Linked DNA regions of Hordeum vulgare: region 2 is linked to region 1. The links are chromatin contacts, called in public Hi-C maps. All regions are on one chromosome and are shown on one strand. Each heading gives the region's core, a stretch centred on a gene start, on an enhancer-like site or on the middle of the called end of the contact. The rest is flanking DNA. Distances are from core to core; before and after follow the strand shown.

Region 1 (2,928 bases), core at 172-2,671:
TTTTATTTTTAGGGAATGCCACCATGACTGTTTATATTTCATGTGAAAATAAAGTTACATCATTTGCTAGTAGATCCATCAAGAGATCTGGAGGCTCCATCTGCCAAACCATAGCTCGAGAGTCCTCTGATTTGCTAGCTGAAACATCCGCCGTCATATTGACCTCCCTAGGGCCCTAACGGGAACTAACCGAATTCAGACTACGACATAAGAACGTACATTCTTTCAAAATCGCCGCCCAAGGAATGGCCACATTTGTCATCATCACTTCAATGACCTCTATACAGTCTGCTTTAATTATCAAATTGTTACAGCACATATCACCTGTCAAGATGAGGCCATCTATGTGTCCTCGCGCCTACGCCGTCGCAACATCCTCAACCAATGGGATGTTGCTATAGGCCGCCGCTAGGAAGAAGCCACCCGAAATGGGTACCATGATGCCCGTTTTAGAAAAACATTTTTTACTGAATTTTTTTTACAAACACACACACGCATAAATACTACACATGTGTAAAAAATCATTTCATTTTACATTCATACGTGGCGTACAAAAAAAGACAAATATGATTTTTCAAATGGGCCAGATTTTTTTGGGCCGGAAAATTGTTTTTTATACAGCTTACAAATTACTTTTTTTTTTTGGGAACAAAATTTTATGGATCAGTAGTGAATACATACAAGTTTACACAGAATTATTTTCAGTATTTTTTGAAACTTTCAATTATGTTTTTTGATTGTTTTAAAAAAAAGGCACCATGGTGTCCGAGCACACAAACTCGCTCTCCCCGAAACATGTATAATTCCAGCAATGCCTCTTGAGCCCTTGTCCGAGTCAAACGTTGCATCCCCACTCAGTTTTATGAAGCATTCCTTTGGGTGTTCTTCATCCATAGTGCCCGGTTGCTACCTTTCTTTCTTGCCCTTGAAAAAATCTTTTCTAAAGTGAAGATAGCCTCTGCCAATCTTGCTACTTTAGCAAGAATTTCTCCATGTGTGACACGCTGCCGTCCACAAAACATACCACATGGCCCTAGCTATCAGATCGTTACGGTTCACTGTTCTTCTTAATTAATTGATGAGGCAAAACATTTACCTTTGTTTCAAAAAAAAAATACAGTTCACATCTGCCATCAGTAGCATATCTCCGTGATGAGTCAAAATAAATTCACGGACAAAAACTTCTCCATCCCCTTCCTGCAAGCATAGATCATTCACCATATGTCCCAGTCAAAGGATGAGCCAAATCTCACCCACACTAGGGTATAACAAGAAGGCGTGCTTATACTTTCACAGTCGGCGCTACATAAAGGGAATTCAGAACTTGTGATCATATATGACCAGGGGCGGAGCTACAGAGTGTCCAGGATGGGCCACGGTCACCCTTGGATTTTGAACCAGCCTATATACCATACACAATTATAGATGGGCCAGAGAAATAAAAAGGGCCCAACAACATCTCTAACCCAACAAACAACACACGCGCCACATAACCTGCACACCACACGCGGGACACAGCGAGAAGCAACGATATCTTACAATCCTCAACACCCAACCATCGGGCGCTCGGTTTTCGCCTACCTCGTTGCCCTCGCCACACGATGGATGCCCAACCACTCTGGAGGCTCTTCCACTCCTTCCTCTCCGTCGCGACTGCGTCCTGCCCGACACTCGGCGCCAGCAGCAACCCTATGTGCCTGCGACCTGACCCTGCCCTAGCCTAGCCCATGCCGCCTGGCGCCCCTACAAAACAGCGGCAGCCGCCCAGTCTACATTTCGACGCTCGGCCTTGCCTGATTTGCGGTACCATCTCCGGCAGCTCGCCAATTGACCATTCCCCATTTTTCAATTTAGGGTTTACTATTTACTTCTTGTGTACTGTGGTCTACATGAGCGACGAACACACACATAATTTTCAGATCATTTATATTCAGTTGTGTCATTGTGATAGATATATACCTAATACCTAATAATAAAGCGGCTATTGCTTCCGTCGAAAAACCCACCACGGTATTTTTATAAATAAAAAAACTGTAATTTTTGTTATTCAACCCGCGCTCCATCATTTATCTGCAACGCAAAAGGAAAAAACGATTCGCTGTAAAAATTATACCCGTACGCATCACCTCCTCCCGTCGACCCTGGGCCACCCTGGCCTGTGCCCAGGCCGCCGCCACACCACTCGCCGCCGCGGCCGACCTCAACCGCCACCGCTGCCGATCTCAACCCACCCGCCTCCGCGGATGTACCTCTCCCCGCTCACTGTCCCCATTGCGGCGCTCGAGCGCATCGCGTCGACCCTGGTCCACCCTGGCCTGTGCCCAGGCCGCTGCCACACCACTCGCCGCCGCGGCCGACCTCAACCACCACTGTTGTCGATCTCAACCCACCCGCCTCCGCGGTCGTACCTCTGCCCGCTTGCTGCCCTCGTTTCGGCGCTCGAGCACAGCTTCTGGATCAAATCAACGCGACAGCTACAATGACTTGGGATGATGCGTCTGCTCGATGCAGAACAGCGGCGGCGCGCGGATAAGGCGCGGTGGAGCGAAGTACTTGCAGGTGGAGGCGGGCCTCCATGGCTCACACGGGGAACTCCGAGGTTATGGCGCGGCAACGGCGACTCCTTATGGCCAGATAGAGGCGCCTAACCCTTTCTCCCCTCATCGTATCCCCTCCTCTGACAGGAACTCATCATCTGGTGAGATCCACTCCCCATGCCTCCAACCGTGTGCCAAGCACCGGCAAGAAATTTTGTTTTGTGGGAATTTGTTTGCTGATGAATGAATGTATTGAATGTAAGATTGCATTGTTGTAGAGAAAGAGAATGGAACACCACCTTCAGTTTGTCATCTGATCCCACATTCTCTACCTCATGAGTGAAATAAGATAACAGTCCATTGATCAATTCACGTAGCCTCTTTGTTTTGC
Region 2 (2,928 bases), core at 288-2,787, 510 kb before region 1:
TCTTGGGCTTGCGGCCGCGCTTCTTGGGCTTGTTCTTGCTGCTCTTACCGTGCTTGGACTTCTTGGGCGCCGGCGGCGGCAGGATGTTGTACTCCCCCATGAGCTCCGACGCGCCGAACTGGGGCGAGTCCAGCAGGAAGTAGGGCGAGAAGGAGGCCGACGAGGAGCACGAGGAGGTGGTGGTGGTCGACGAGGACGAGGTGGAGTCCGGCGTGGGGCCCGAGAGCGACCACCCCGACGCCCGAGACCGCTTGCTGCGCTTCGCCTTGATAGGGACCAGCGCCTCCGTCGACAGCGCGCATATGGTCGGAGTCCGCATGGGGTCGGACATGGACGGCAGGGCGCGGTACGCTCCGTCCTGCGGGCGCCGCTGCGGCAGCAGACGGTGCTGCGGCGGGCGCGCCGCCATCATCGACGCGGGCGGCGCCGGCTGCGGCGGCAGCTCGGAGAGCGAGTCGTCCATGATACGGGACACCCACTCGAGCTCCTCCTCGACGTCATGCGCCTGCGGAAAATACAGGGCAAGGCACAAAGAAATAATCAATTAAATTTCACCACGTACGACAAAAGCATAGGAAAAGCCGCGAGAAGCGGTCAAAGGCGACGCGAAACCTCACCGGCAGGTCAACAATCTCCGGCGCTGGCGGCGCCGGAGGGGCGAGCTCGTACGACACGGCGGAGGCACGGGGCCCGCCGTTCAACTTGTCTTCTTTCGCGGCGGCGGCCGGCGGCGCCTCCTCGGGCTCGTCGGCGGCGTCCTTATCCGGCTCGCAGAACTCCTCGAGGTCCAGCAGGTCCTCGACGGAGAAGCCGTCCCTCTCGGCGAAGCCCCAGGCCGGCGGCGCGTCGGCGGCGGCGACCTCGTCGGCCGTCTCCTCGTGCCGGCCACTGCCCTTGAGCGCGTCCATCCGCTCGTCCTTCGCGGCCCGAAAGAAGGCGCACACATACACACAGGAAAACCATGAATTCCCAATTCCAGGAGCCAAGAACCACAAGTTCAGAGAAAGAGAAAGAGCGCCTGGTTTCTTCCGTCTCCGGAAAAAAGAAACTGATAACAAAATAAGAAGAAAAAATCAAGAAAAGATTCTCTCTCTCTCTCTCTCTCTCTCTCTCTCTCTCTCTTTTCTTTCGCCGCTCGTAATCTCCAGCCCCGTCCCCTCCTTACCAGAGAGCTGTGGTGGTGCGCGTAGGACGGCATGGCTGAGGAGCGAAGGGGAGCTGCTGCGGCGGCGGCGGCGGGGTTGGCGGCGGGGGCGAAGAGGAGGGGAGGGTCGGAGGAAGCGGAGGCGGAGAAGGCGAGGGGCAGGGGAAGGGGGGAAGAAGGGATGAGCGTTTGGTGGAGCATTGAATGGCTGCCAGAGTCCGTGGGCACAACAAATGCACTCTTTCCTTCCTCACGCGGCGCCCCCTCCCCTTTCTTGCATTTCACTCCTCCCGTCCGTCCCGCACACTCTTCCCTCCACCCGCACTCCAAATTTTCGTCCGCTCTTTTTCTTTGGCCTTTGGTGCTCTCCCCCCTCATTCCGTTTCTATTCTATCTCTATGTATCTTTATTTTATGTCGCCACCTCGCTGCTATCTTCTTGGTATCGGAGACCCTGGCCGTCGAACTCTTCTTCTTTATAAAATACTTTTAATGAAAAAGGAGGAAACGGAGCCGGAAAAGAAGCCGAAATGACGCTACCAGTAACATAACAGCACGGGGAGCGGTCTCGTCTCTGTTTTCCACCGCCCGCCCGTCGTGATTGTCGTGCTGCGTTGCGTGCGCGACGAGACGACGGGGCGGTTCTTTTCTTTTCTTCGGGGTCTGTGGGTTAAGGTAATAAAGTGGGTGAGCGATTAGTGGTGGCCCGGGGGACACGTGGTGGGCCCGGCGCGGGGCATTCCCTCCGGTCCGAGGGTAGTCATTTTTGGTGTTTTGAAACGCGGGTGCGGAAAGGTTCGGACTGGATTTGCGCAGGATGGGCGCCCTTTGAATTCCTTCCATCCGCCGCCGGATATGCCGAGGTTCCGTGCACGTCTTTCCTTTTTTTTCATCATATAGTACGTGCCTTAACGATGCATATAGAAATTAATAATGCATAGAAATTATGGAGTAGCATATAACGATGAGAAGTACTAATTGAAATCCACTTCAATGATTCAAATAATTATCCCTTATAAACTAAGAACAATATGATGTGTTTAAGATATTTTTTTAACAATGTGAGGAATGATGTCTTCAGCTTCATTGCATGGCATAATGTGAGCCGCGTCCTGATTTTGATGAGTTTTAAATTATAGGCTATCTATAGACCATTTGATTTGTATTTTTTCAAAAAACATGACTTGTTATGCTATGTGGCATTTATGTCAACGTATAGAAGCTCGTCCTTCTTTTTTTACATGAAAAAAGCAGTCACTCCTATCACTCACACACCACGCAGCTGTCTTCTTCTGTGCTCGCACAACCAACCAATCACGGATTGTTGATGCATCTCATCTCCCCACCATAGCATTGACGTTGCCATCTCCCTAGGCACCTCCCCTCCATGCCATGGTGAAGCCCGCACACTCCTCTCCTCACCACCTCCCCTCTCATCCATGACATCGCCATCCCCCTCCCCTCCATGCCACGGTGAAGCCCGCGCACCCCTCTCCTCACCACCTCCCCTCTCATCCATGACGTCGCCATCCCCCTCCTCTCCATGCCACGACGTGACCTGCCTCCTTCTTCCTATAACAACCTCTTGCATTGCCACCCCGACACCGAGGTAGGCCACTGTTTTAACATCCTGGGTAGCTGGATCCGCCCGGGAGGTGCAAAATGTACCGCAACCCTCTATTAGTGCCAACTACTTAGCTGCCTCATTCGTACGTGGGTTGGACAACCACATGCACAGCCGTGTGGCACTACGAGGAGGGATATACCTTTATCATCGAGGCAACT

What was found. Hi-C and Micro-C count contacts between places; a contact is called where the count stands out from the background.
Region 2: a Hi-C map of seedling shows a contact between it and region 1, with 3 times the contacts expected there. The contact joins the promoter of LOC123427376 here to the enhancer-like site in region 1. A contact is called at or near these places in 1 of 6 Hi-C or Micro-C datasets (seedling) and 1 of 1 datasets of contacts at active chromatin or transcription factors (embryo).

What each region holds. Positions count from the first base shown.
Region 1 is chr2H:571,363,989-571,366,916 of MorexV3_pseudomolecules_assembly, reverse strand. No RefSeq gene overlaps it. Among protein-coding and RNA genes, the nearest start is that of LOC123428666, 65 kb to the right of the region's middle. Within about 2 kb of position 1,421, at least 3 of the 3 cell types and tissues checked have open chromatin away from gene starts, as enhancers often do. A contact at or near this core is called in seedling, where this site is marked.
Region 2 is chr2H:571,875,103-571,878,030 of MorexV3_pseudomolecules_assembly, reverse strand. It overlaps LOC123427376 (GATA transcription factor 6-like), which reads right to left and starts at 1,537. Exons shown (of 3, transcript XM_045111401.1): 1 at 1,166-1,537; 2 at 618-917; 3 at 1-505. The coding sequence starts at 1,522.